4 separate regions of the Mus musculus genome follow, and regions 1, 3 and 4 are each linked to region 2. Evidence: chromatin contacts called from public HiChIP or PLAC-seq and promoter capture Hi-C data. All regions are on one chromosome and are shown on one strand. Each heading gives the region's core, a stretch centred on a gene start, on an enhancer-like site or on the middle of the called end of the contact. The rest is flanking DNA. Distances are from core to core; before and after follow the strand shown. Region 1 has its middle 6.2 kb from the start of Gm30456. Region 2 holds the start of Pip4k2c (phosphatidylinositol-5-phosphate 4-kinase, type II, gamma). Region 3 holds the start of Atp23 (ATP23 metallopeptidase and ATP synthase assembly factor homolog). Region 4 holds the start of Nemp1 (nuclear envelope integral membrane protein 1).

Region 1 (2,972 bases), core at 444-2,943, 280 kb after region 2:
CTCTGAGCACTGTCAGGCTGTGCCTGTGAAGGGCGGAGGGGAGCTTGAAATAGGAGAGATATTTGAATATGGGAAATATTTGAATAGCCCCAAGAATAAGGCAGAGACTGACTGATACGTATAGGAGGGCTCACGGGAGCAGTGGTCAGAATTGTACTTAATGGTGGATGGTGGAGCACCTGCAGTCAGCAAATCTTACAGCAACAGAAGAGACCGGTGGGTGATCCAGGAGGAATCTGTGCAGGGCTAAGGGGGTTCAGCACCCCAGAGATCAGAGGGCAGTTGAGCTGTATGTAAGCTGGGCAAATCCTTGGCTCAGGAAGCTTTGAGAGGAGCAGTCCTGGATGCTGGAAGGCTACACCAGAGAATAGAGAGAGAGGAAGAAGAAGAGGAGGGAGGGAGGGAGAGACAGAGGGTGGGGTGGGGGTGGGGAGAGAACACAAGGTGGGGGGGGGGAGATCCAAGTGGGCCCCAAACTCTCACTTGCTGGCTTTATCATTTGGGGAGGGAATCAGGAGGCTGCCATCTCTGATCTCACTTTCTGGAGAGATCTTTAGGGTACCTCTTATAACCACTGCCCAAACCCTAGGGAGTTAGAGCCTTCTGATAGGATTGGCTCTTGGCAGAAACCATAAGGCACACAGAGCAGGAATGGGGGCAACACCTGCTGGGGGTGGTGGGGTGGGCTGGGAGGGCCTGGGTGGGCTGGCTGCCCAGGGGAGGACAGAAACGTCTTTCTTTGCCTCTTTCTGTGAGGCAGCATCCAGGCTCAGGGAGGGGCTGCCCTTTCATTGGACCCCCACCGTCCAGCTCTGTGCCAAGCACACACACTGGATGAATGGCGTTAGTATTTGAAGGCAAAGTGTGCACATCTAGAACCTTCTGGAATACTGTTACTTACTGTGGTTTTTCTTTGGGTTTTATAGAACAACCCCAAACATTTGCTCACCAGGATGAGTCTGCTTCCCGTGGCAGTCAGGACACCGGGTGCCTTATGAACTCAGCCTAAAGACCCTGCGTGGGGTACAGCAGAGGTGGGAGCGTGGTACAGAAAATTTGCTCAGTTGGCCTCTGGCTGCAGAGGGCAGGCTCCGGCTGACCTAGGCTGGAGTCTGAGGTCATGATCTGTATGTCACCAAGTTGTTCATTAGCATCGCGTTTATTCTGCAGGAGAAGCCACCGATCCTAAAAGTCGTCTATCCCCTGCCAGGGGGAAGTTAAATAGAATAGAGAGGCTGTGGTGCATGTCTGGCCTTGGTTACTTTTCAAAGACCATGGCATCCTTTCTGGGGTCCTTTGGGAGCCGGTCTTTGTGGTTTATGTACTGAGAGATGCCCGTCTTTCCCTCCCTCTCTCTTCTCCCGAGAAAGCCCTCCACTTCTCTTCGGCTTGGTTTTGGATGTGTGTCCTCTCTCCTACTTGCGATTGTGGCCTTGCCCGCCCCTTTCCACGAAGGAGTGACGCCCTTCCTTGTTCTTGGAGCAGTCAGACTGAACTTGCGCGTGGGTGTGGGCTCCACACAGAGACACTGCCTCTCTTTAAGATTTCTCAGGACATCTTTCTTCTTCAGTTTTGTCTGAAAGGGCCACACCAGGGGATTGTTTTGTTTTCTCCCCGAAAGCTGGTGGCCTGGTGGCCCGTTCCCTACCAATCTCAGCTGTGGGAATGGCTTTCATCATGCCCTTTCCCAACCATTTCCCAAAATGCTCTCTCTTCCCCGCCCCCTGCTGGGTGTTTTGGGACACAGAAACCAGTGTGTGGGGCCCGGGTTTTCCTTTTTCTGGGAGAAGTTGCGAACAGCTTCGGTGTCTCAAGCCACACTTTGGCTTGATGGGGGCAGGCCGAGTTGGCTTGGGGACCGAGGTTGTTCTGTGCGACCTCAGTGTCGGGTCGCAGAAGGAGCGGCAGCGCCAGGGGTCTGCGCTCCCTGAGGCTATCTGGGGACCAAACTCCACGGCGCGAGGGGCTGCCGCCGCCCAGGTCCAGCGTCGGAAACAGGGCAGAGCCACCCAGAGGTCCCGGGGCAGCTTTATGCCCAGCGCCCCGCCCGCACCCCACGCCCCTGCAGCCCAGCTCCGGCCGCGCCCCAGCCCTTTGGGACGGGCTCAAAGGCGACGGGCGGGGGCCGGGGAGGAGGCAGCGTTCCTGCAAATCACATGATTTTCCCGCTTATATAAATCACAGCTTGTTTTTCTCAACCGGCTGCAGACTTAAAGGTGCAGTGTCTTCTTTCTCTCCCAAGGGCAGGGGCTCTCCTGGGTGCCTTTGACCAGGGGCAAGCTGGGCAGGAGTGGCCTCAGCTAGGGACTTGTCACACAGTTCAGGGTTTACCCTTGGTCCGTACTTGGGATAGTTCCTTGGGCTGGGGACCAGAGAGAGGCAAGGAAAACGTATCACCAAGTCAGAAACCCTCGCGGGACTGGGGTCTCCTTTCAGAGGTGGGCCAGCAGCCTCTGTGGACAGCAGTGTCTCAGAGCAACCGGCTGAAGCCCCGGGTGCCTGCTTTGGATCCTGAGGGCCTAGGAGAGAACTGGCCTGTGGGAGAATTCTGTTAGCCAGAGTTCTAAAACAGGTGCTTACTATTCTCATCAGCTCTGGCTGTTTGAGGACACTGTATGTGGGAAGAAAAATCAACCATTGCATACATCTAGCATCTATTGTCTACCTCCTAGGCACTGTGGAGAGGGAGAAACAGCCGTTAGACAGCCTTGTGATGAAGCAGGAGTTGGATCAAGCTGCACAGGCAGTTTTAAAGCCCCGTTCCAGGCTAAACAGAAGAGAGTCACAGGCAGTGCGTAATTACCTGGGGATGAATAGTTTGGATAATGAGTCCTGCAGGCTTTGGGAGGAGGGCTCCTCTGGGGGCCTTGGCTGCAGGTGGACTTGAACTGGAGGCAGGGTGGGGGGTCAGCCTGCTAGGTGTCTCAGTGGGAGGGAGGACGGAGTGTGGTGCTGGTGGGGGAGGGATGAAC
Region 2 (2,877 bases), core at 343-2,842:
CGGATTTTGGCAATGTTCGTCATCCACCGGAATGTCAGAATAAACATTCTAGCAGTGTAAAGCAAAGAGGGTCTCCTGTGCCCATGTCCCGTCTCTAGCCTTATGTCTTTATGTCTTCTGTCTTCCTTTTGGTCTTCATCTTTGTATACTGCTCTTTCCCTAGGAAGCCTTTCAACATCTTGCTCTGAATTTACCTTTTCATTTATTTATTTTGGTTTTCCCAGACAAGGTTTCTTTGTGTAACCCCGGCTGTCCTGGAACTTGCTCTGTAGACCAGATTGGTCTGGAACTTAGAGATCTGCTTCCCTCTGCCTCCTAGAGTGCTGGACTAAAGGCATGCACCACCACTGCCCGGCATGTCCTTATCTCTTAATACTGCAGCCTTCTCCTTGGCTAGTCTGCGTCTTTAGACTTTTAATTCCTCTAGGGTAGAATTTTTCCTTTGCTTCAACCAGAGGAGAATCAGCCCCAAAATGGTAGTGGCTTCCAATTATGTTCTCAGTAAATACCTGTTGACTAGATGAATTAATGAACGAATTAAAAAAAAAAATCAACTTGGGGCCATGACCTAAAATTTCATATTTCCAGAAGATGAAGACATGACTTAGCCGGGCAGTGGTGGCACATGCCTTTAATCCCAGCACTTGACAGGCAAAGGCAGGCAGATTTCTGAGTTCGAGGCCAGCCTGGTCTACAAAGTGAGTTCCAGGACAGCCAGGGCTATACAGAGAAACCCTGTCTCAAAACAAAACAAACAAACAAACAAACAAACACCCAAAAAACAAAGAGAGAGAGAGAGAGAGAGAGAGAGAGAGAGAGAAGAAGAAGAAGAAGAAGAAGGAGGAGGAGGAGGAGGAGGAGGAGGAGGAGGAGGAGGAGGAGGAGGAGGAGGAAGGGAGGGAGGGAGGGCTCAGTGGTTAAGAGCGCCGACTGCTCTTCCAAAGGTCCTGAGTTCAAATCCCAGCAACCGCATGGTGGCTCACAACCATCTGTAACGAAATCTGATGCCCTCTTCTGGAGTGTCTGAAGACAGCTACAGTGTACTTACATATAGTAAATAAATAAATAAATCTTTAAAAAAAAAAAAAAAAGAGCATTAGCTCTTCCAGAGGACCATACTTGACACCCAGCTCCCACAACTTCAGTTCGGAGGATCCGACGCCCTCCTCTGGCCTCCGGGGCACTGAACTTACATCGTGCCAGCCAAACACCTATATACATAGAACAATTAAATGTATATATTTAAATTTGTCATGTCTGCAACCCCAACTTCATGGAGTCTGCAACCCCAACTTCATGGAGGACCAATCCTCACTTCCGTAATACCCAAACTTTATACCGAGAATGAGGCAGGGGATAGCAAGTTTGAAGCCAGCCTGGACTAAGCAAGGAGACCGGTCTCAAACAGAACGTTCGCCTACGGACAGAGCTCATCCACTAGAAACTGGACAGAACCGGAAGCGACAGAAGCGCCGCCCTGCACAGCGCCAACCCCGCATCCTTGTGAGTGCAACCCGAGCCAGGTGACCGCCCGGCAGCCGAGGGGGTGGAGCCATCCCCGCCGGCCCCGCCCCGCCCCGCTCGCGCGCCTGAGGGCGGGCCTCCGGTCACATGACGGCTGCGCAGGTGAGCACCGCTTCCGGGTCGGGCTTCGGAGTCGCGGCTAGCTCCCGCTTCCACTCGCTCGGGTGCGCGGGAGACTATGGCGTCCTCCTCCGTCCCTCCCGCCACCGCACCCGCGGCAGCTGGAGGCCCCGGCCCGGGATTCGGCTTCGCCTCCAAAACCAAGAAGAAGCATTTCGTACAGCAGAAAGTGAAGGTGTTCCGGGCCGCGGACCCGCTGGTGGGCGTGTTCCTGTGGGGCGTCGCTCACTCGGTAAGAACCGGCGGGACCCCGGCTCCTGCCCCTTGGCCCGAGGATCATCCGGGTCCTCGCGCTGCCGCCTCTCCCCCGCCCGGCCTGGTTCCCAGCGCACCATTCCCCGGTGTCCCCCGGGGTGGCTTCTGGTGGAGACTCTTGTCTGTCCCCTTCCCCTTTACTCCTCCCCTAGAGTTCCATCTTCACCTGATATCCAGCTCTGTTCCTTGACTCCTTCCTGTCAGGTCCAGCCCCAGGCTACAGGGACTGGCCAGGATCCGGCTGCAGCCAGAGGGACATTAAGGGGAGTGGCTCTGAAGGGTTATTGGTGAGGTCTGGGTGCGACAGTGCGTGAAGCGTGTCTGGGTACTACTGCCTGGCCAGAGAAGTAGTTTGATTTCCTCTCCACCTTGCTTTTGAGCCCCAGCCCTTGACTTTCGAACCTTGGCTTTTTCTGGGAATGCCTCTAGGCTTTTTGGACCTTCTAACCCTGCATGCCCTTTCCAGAGATTCAGCGTTTCAGAGAAGTTACCCCACTCTACCCTAGGGATGCCCTCTCTGAGGTCGAAATGCTAATATATGTCTTTGGGCTTAGCTGTGTCCCCATTGTTGGCTGGAGTGATGGTGTTTGCTATAAATGGAGTCACCTGTAACCAGGGAAAGGTTGAGGAGCCGTGGTGGCAAGGACGTTATTGGTGGACTTTAGGTGCCAGAAGGGGCTCGGAACAGTGCAACTGAGACCGATGGGCCCAGTGCACCTCCTGTCCTGAGGATATCGTGGAGGAACCAAGGCTAGTGAGGCATGGCTGGTTTTCTCCTTACTTAGGTCGGGAGTAGGAAGCATGCAGTTATCTTGAGCTTGACAGGGACTATTTTGATTACCACTTCTTTGGGTTGTAGACATGATGTGTTGTGGAGGTGTGAGGGGGCGAGGAAGAGGCCACATTGTTATGTTCTGATTGGAACATCGCTGGCGGTCAGTTAGCTCCCTTCTGCCTTGGCTGCTCTCAGGGGTATTA
Region 3 (3,147 bases), core at 474-2,973, 310 kb after region 2:
CACGCACTCCAACAGGGCCATACCTTCTAAAAGTGCCACTCCCTGGGCCAAGCACATACAGAGCATCACATTTCACTCCCTGGCCCCCACAGGCTATTCAAACACACGAGTCTATGGGGGCCATATATAGCCAAAGCACAATGCAAAATACATTTAGTCCAACTTCAAAAGCCCCCCCCCCCCGAGTCTGTAGCAGTCTCAACAATGTAAAAGTCCAAAGTTCAAAGTCTCTTCTGAGATCCATCTAATCACTTAACTGTAATCCCCAAACCAAGACAGGAAATCAGCTGGGCAAACTCTAAACTCTGCATCTCCATGTCTGATGTGAAAGTGGTCTTGTGTCACCCAGCCTGGCCTTGACCTTGCTATGTAGCTTAGGATCACACTGAATCTTTGATCCTCCTGTCTTTACCTCCCCAGGGCTGTTGTTACAGGCACATGTTGCCACTGTCTGCTTGTGTGGTGCTGGGCGTAGAACCCAGCACTTCATGTGTATCAATCAGGCAAGCGCTCTCTCAACTGAGTAACACCTTCAGCCTTCTTCTGTAGCTGGGCAAGTTCTATCTGCAAATTAGGGTTGATACTATTTTGCAAGGTTGTCATGAGGACTGGTAATAATGTACATATGTGGACCTTGATAAAAAGAATCTAATCTTTGGCTTATGGCTTTATTAGTCTGTAAGTGCAGGCGCTCATATTTGTATAATATTCCAAGCGAGTGATGCCTTCTGCTTCCCATTCAACTCTTGTTTACGGAGCACCGTGACCCCTAAGTGCTGTTCACAAGGCATTGCATGCCTATTTTTCTTGGACATTTGTCCTCGTTTTCTCCAACTCTACCATCCTGCCTGGCCCGTGGGAGCAGGTGTTTAGCAGTGTGAGCTGAGCTGAATAATTTAGTGAGGAAAGAAACACACACACACACACACACACACTACGTAAAAGCTGGAAGTCTGTCATGAGAGCACTAACACGGACAAAGTGCCTTAAACTGCAGATCTGGCAACATTAATTTTGAGTAAGTGTGCTGGTGGACTCTGATTATGGGAACTGAGGAAAAAGCCTTTTTTTTTTTTTTTTAAGATTTATATATAAATACATTGTAGCTGTCTTCATAAACACCAGAAGAGGGTGTCAAATTACAGATGGTTGTGAGTCACGATGTGGGTGCTGGGATTTGAACTCAGGACCTTCGGAAGAGCAGTCAGTGTTCTTAACCGCTGAGCCATCTTTCCAACCACCCCCTTCTTTTTAAAAGATTTATTTTATTATATGAGTACACTGTAGCTGTTTCCAGACACACAAGAGGGCATCAGATCCCATTACAGATGGTTGTGAGCCACCATGTGGTTACTGGGAATTGAACTCATGACCTTTGGACGAGCAGTCAGTGCTCTTATCCACTGAGCCATCTCTCCAGACCCAAGATGTGTGTATCTTATTTCTGAGCAAGAGGAGGGTTGATGAATGGGTCCCCAGGAGCCACATTTTGATGAGACCAACCAGTCTTTGAAATATCCAAGCGTTTCTGAAAACACTGCCTTTAATTCGGTGTGAGTGGGTAGCGGGAATAAGAGAAACAGCAGGTGAGGGAGTGGGAGGATGGTTGAGGTGCAGAAGGCAATATAGTGGCCAGCATCGGCGGTCGCGAGGCACCGCCCATCAGCCCCGCCCACCGACCACGCCTACCAAGCCCCGCCCACGAGCTGCACGCCGCGTCTCCTTCGTGCTGGCCCGCGGAGCGTGCGCCGGCGGCGGAAGCGGCTGTCCTAGGTCGAGCGGGCAGGAGGAGGCTTGCGGGCCTCATGGCAGGAGCTCCGGGCGGCGGCGAGCTCGGCCCTGCGGCTGGCGAGCCACTGCTGCAGCGACCCGACTCTGGCCAGGGCTCGCCTGAGCCGCCGGCCCACGGGAAGCCCCAGCAGGGCTTCCTCTCCAGCCTCTTCACCCGGGACCAGAGTTGTCCGCTCATGCTCCAGAAGACGCTGGATACCAGTAAGAGCCGCGACCTGGAGGCTGGGGTCGGGGTGGCACAGGACCCGGGGGGTGAGGAAGGGCCCGGACGTGCCCCCACTGATCCCGGACTGCACTGCAGCCCTAGGGCTGCGTGGGCGGGAGGGGGCGTGGGCCTCCGCCCCACTCGCGCTTCTGAAGGCCTGGGCTGGGAGTCTGCCCTCCTGGGTCACACTCACCAGTTTCTTATGTAAGTTTTGCAGCGGCACGGGCTCTAGGGTGCAGGTGAGAGCTGGAAAGAGCTCCATTCATTAATAAGGCAGCTCTACTTCTGGCTATGCACCCCTTCCCTGGGGTGGGGGTGGGGTGGGCGATTCTTTAACCTTCAGTCACTGCAGTAGGAACTGTGGAGAATGCTAGAATAGGAACTTTTGAAAACCCTCGTGTTTATGCACCTAAGTGCATTTTTCTAGGGAGAGTTCCTAGCTTCATCATAGTCTCTAAGAAGCCTGTGACATCTAAGAGGTTTATTATTGCCGCGGGTCACCCAGGCACACTGGCTCCCACTGAGCAATTTATCTCCAGTCCCGGGACACTGCCTTGCTCCTCTGCATCTGCAGATTGCCTGTCTACCTCAGATTTATTTAGGAAAGTAAGATTTAAATGTATTCGACCCTCCAAATAGTTACTATTTTATAGCAGAATTGGTCATAATTCAATCATCAACTGATCAAAGATTTTACTGTCTTCTTTTTAAAGCTTTTTTTTTTTTGATTTCTTTATTTTTGTGTGTGATTGTCTCGCCTGCATGTGTGTCTGCGCACTCTCTGCATTCCTGGTGTCCAGGACTGTGAGCTACTATGCAGGTGCTGGGGAACTCACCCTGGGTTCTCAGCGAGAGCAACAAGTGCTACTAACCACTGAGCCATCTTTTTAGCTCCCTTCCTCCCTCCCTCCTTTCCTCTCCCTCCTCAGAGGTGAGAACTGAACCTAAGACCTTGTGCTTACCAGGCAAGGCCCTACCACTGGGCTCAATCCCTAAGCCACCGTTCTTCTCTCTTACTGGCCATAGACTCACACATTTCTGCTTGCTAACCCTCATTGAAGAACTTTGGTGGGCAGGTCCCATTGGGCTGTGGTACTCAGAGCGAGGCATGGTGCTACCACAGAGAGCAGTGTAGGCGCTGCCTTCCTCCA
Region 4 (2,931 bases), core at 327-2,826, 470 kb before region 2:
ATCACGCCCGGCACTTTTTTTTTTTAAGTTATTTTATTATTTGCTTATTTGTTTCCAGGTGTAGGTAGCTCCGGTTGTCCTGGAACTCACTACGTAGACCAACCAGGCTATCTTCGAACTGGAGAGATCTGTCTCCCTTGGCCTCCCAAGTGCTGGGAGTAAAGTTCTGAGCCACTATGCCTGGCTTTTTGCTTTCCGTTTCAATCCCCAGTGTCCTGTAAAGGAAATCTCAAAGGAACTGCTGACTGTGCTTAGTATCTCCTTATGTCCTCACACCCCGAGGCCCCATTTTGACAGTTTATTCAGGTGACAGTCCTTCCAAATCCTGTTCTAGGCTTTTAGGCCCTGATCCGGAAAAGAATCTTTCCTGGACATATACTCTCTTCCCAAAAGAAGTCTCCAGTCCCTCTTGAACAATATATTTATGGGTGTTGATCTTAAAGCCACAAGTGAGAGCAAGTGACAGGCAGGCAGGAACGGAAGGGGGCAGTATGAGAGTGGATGTGTGCTTACACGCCTTGGCTGTCTTTATTCTCTGGAGTTGCTACTCCCTCCAGTGGATGTTGGCAAACATCACTTATTTTCCCGGCCACTATTTAACAAGGGAGGGAAAACACGATTTCTTATCAACTTTTAATTTTTTTTTTTTCTGGTCGGGATCACAAAATAAGTTTCTTACCTAGTCCGGAGTTGACTGTCCAGCAGAAAGTACAAAATGAATGTGCTTGAAAGAATGAATAAACTTAGGAACTACGTCCCGCTTAAGCGGATGGCCTCTTATCTTTCCTGGGCAACTGGAGTATAATGACTCCAGGTGTGTTCTCCGGAGCTATTTGGGAGGAGGATCTTAACAGGAGGCCAGTGGTGGCACACACCTTTAATCCCAGCACACAGGAGGCAGAGGCAGGTGGGTCTCTCAACTCCAGGCCGGCCCGGTCTAAGGTGTGAGTTCCAGAACAGCCAGGGGCTACCCTGAGAGACCCTGTCTTGAAAAACATTCAGGTGAACTCTATTCCACTGTACCGAGACAGATCCATCCCTGGGGTGTTTTTAGTAAACTGAATGAGTGGGGCGTTTGCTTTCTCCTGACCTATTTCAGGGCGAAACCCAGAAATCCGTTTTAACTCAGAAATTCAAGAGACCTAGCAGCACCTCGGAGCCCCTCCGTGGTTTCCCCCCTAAAGGGTGTCAACCAGCCCAGGCCTCCCTTCCTGGGGAAGGCTCAGGCCTCCGCCCGACCCGAGCTGTCCGGAGGGCGGCCCGGGACCCGTCAGTGCGGACCGTCCCTGGAGCGTCTCACTCAGCGTCCCGAGCTGCTCCGAGTAACGGGCCGCACCCTCGGGATAAGAAACCACTTTTCCACATTTAACGCCCTCGCGCCCGACCCCTGGGCAGCCGCTGCCCGGGTGGTACCTGAGCCGCAGACCACGCAGCCGGCGACGACCAAGAGCAGCCATGTGGCGCCGCCGCCGCCCCCGGCCCCCCAGCACCGGGGCCCTGGACCAACCGCCGACCACACCGACACTTTGATTCCTCCCGCCATGGATGCCTCACACCGCCTCCTCCTCGCGTGCCCCTCCTCAGCAACTGTCTCCGAACGGGCAGCGCCGGCAGCCAATCGGCTGCGAGACCCGCCCCCACCCCCACCCGTGGAGCAGGCGGGGCCTCGCGCGCTCCGCCCTCCCGCGCCCCTAGGAGCCACACCTCCTAGCAACGCCAATCCTGGCAGTGACGACAGGAAGAGCCCGCCCTTTCCCCGCAATCTGCTTCCGTCCGCGGTTTATTTACAAATGAGATTGATGGAAAGCTTACCCAATAGGAAATCAGAATGAGAGGAGGCCTCCTGGACTGCGTGTTTCCATCGAAACGTCTCTTCTAGTTTTTCTTTCCTTTCTTCCTCGGCCCTTTTATGACATGCTAGCCAGTGGCAACTCTTCACGAGTAAGGTTCTCCCGTGACCGTTTTTTAAGGTAAAATGATTGCCAGCCTGTCTCCAAAGTTCTGAAATATTTCAGCAATAAGTACAGGATTATTGTGCGTTGTCAAGGTTTTGCAGGCATAAACAACGTTTGAAAATGTAGAGATAGAGCTGAGATAGAAACTCTGACTTCGATCCCCAGCACTGCAAGAAAAAAACAAACAGAAAACAAAACACCAAAAAAAAGTATTAATTTGGCTTCGGTTTCCTTTTTTGACTGAAGATGTAGCTAAACTGTGCACAAGGCCCTCGTTTCAATCACCAACGCCACAGGAATAAACTACAAGTCCCGAGCATTTCTGGTTTTGAAACGAAACAAGTGATAATTAAGACAGCTTATCCTCTCCATTTGGGAAAAAAAAAAAAAAAAGCCAAGGCTAAGAGAGAGAGAAAAAACACAAAGTAGGTTCTGAGCTCAAATCTAAGTTCTTTCTGTGGCTTAGGTGCCTCCCAGTACTTGCAGTCCAGGCACTGTGTGTGTAGCACTTACAGAAATTGAAAATTGAAGCACCTTTTTTTTTTTTTTTTTTTTTTTTTTTTGGTTTTTTGAGACAGGGTTTCTCTGTGTATCCCTGACTGTCCTGGAACTCACTCTGTAGACCATGGCCTTGAACCCATAAATCTGCCTGCCTCTGCCTCCCAAGTGCTGGGATTAAAGGCGTGCTTGTAATCCCATCACTTGGGAAGTTGAGAATGAAGGCTTGCTGAGAATTGAAGAGTAGCCAGGATTATAGAGTTTGAACCGTGAGAACCTGTATGTGTGTGTATATACATACATATATATACACACACACACACACATATATATACATATACATATATATATACACATACATACACACACACATATATATACACACACTTGTGTGTAGACACATGTATACATGTATATGCACATTTATACACACATATAGATGGCTTATTGCGATGGCTCGGTTGTGTAAACCTAGAAC

What was found. HiChIP or PLAC-seq counts read pairs in DNA pulled down with a chosen protein or histone mark. Capture Hi-C pulls out chosen DNA fragments and counts their contacts.
Region 1: a contact with region 2 is called in a CTCF HiChIP or PLAC-seq map of the NIH/3T3 cell line, with 5 read pairs. The contact joins the enhancer-like site here to the promoter of Pip4k2c in region 2. A contact is called at or near these places in 1 of 15 datasets of contacts at CTCF or cohesin (the NIH/3T3 cell line), 4 of 484 Hi-C or Micro-C datasets (CD4 T cells, the G1E-ER4 cell line, double positive thymocytes and 1 more) and 1 of 115 datasets of contacts at active chromatin or transcription factors (pancreatic cancer cells).
Region 3: a contact with region 2 is called in a promoter capture Hi-C map of adipose tissue. The contact joins the promoter of Atp23 here to the promoter of Pip4k2c in region 2. A contact is called at or near these places in 2 of 39 promoter capture datasets (pre-B cells and stem cell-derived epiblast-like cells) and 1 of 9 other capture datasets (adipose tissue).
Region 4: a FOXA1 HiChIP or PLAC-seq map of pancreatic cancer cells shows a contact between it and region 2. The contact joins the promoter of Nemp1 here to the promoter of Pip4k2c in region 2. A contact is called at or near these places in 5 of 39 promoter capture datasets (erythroid cells, fetal liver, hippocampal neurons and 2 more), 1 of 115 datasets of contacts at active chromatin or transcription factors (pancreatic cancer cells) and 2 of 9 other capture datasets (liver and pancreatic islet).

Annotation. Positions count from the first base shown.
Region 1 is chr10:126,927,507-126,930,478 of GRCm38.p6, reverse strand. No RefSeq gene overlaps it. Among named protein-coding and RNA genes, the nearest start is that of Gm30456, 6.2 kb to the left of the region's middle. Within about 2 kb of position 1,693, at least 236 of the 459 cell types and tissues checked have an H3K27ac peak or open chromatin away from gene starts, as enhancers often do. A contact at or near this core is called in the NIH/3T3 cell line, palatal mesenchyme and pancreatic cancer cells, where this site is marked.
Region 2 is chr10:127,210,337-127,213,213 of GRCm38.p6, reverse strand. It overlaps Pip4k2c (phosphatidylinositol-5-phosphate 4-kinase, type II, gamma), which reads left to right and starts at 1,592. Exons shown (of 10, transcript NM_054097.3): 1 at 1,592-1,876. The coding sequence starts at 1,703.
Region 3 is chr10:126,899,947-126,903,093 of GRCm38.p6, reverse strand. Atp23 (ATP23 metallopeptidase and ATP synthase assembly factor homolog) reads left to right here and starts at 1,723. Exons shown (of 6, transcript NM_001159559.1): 1 at 1,723-1,992. The coding sequence starts at 1,806.
Region 4 is chr10:127,675,710-127,678,640 of GRCm38.p6, reverse strand. Nemp1 (nuclear envelope integral membrane protein 1) reads right to left here and starts at 1,576. Exons shown (of 9, transcript NM_001113211.1): 1 at 1,414-1,576. The coding sequence starts at 1,543. It overlaps Gm16230 (a long non-coding RNA gene), which reads left to right and starts at 1,882. Exons shown (of 4, transcript XR_872178.1): 1 at 1,882-1,970.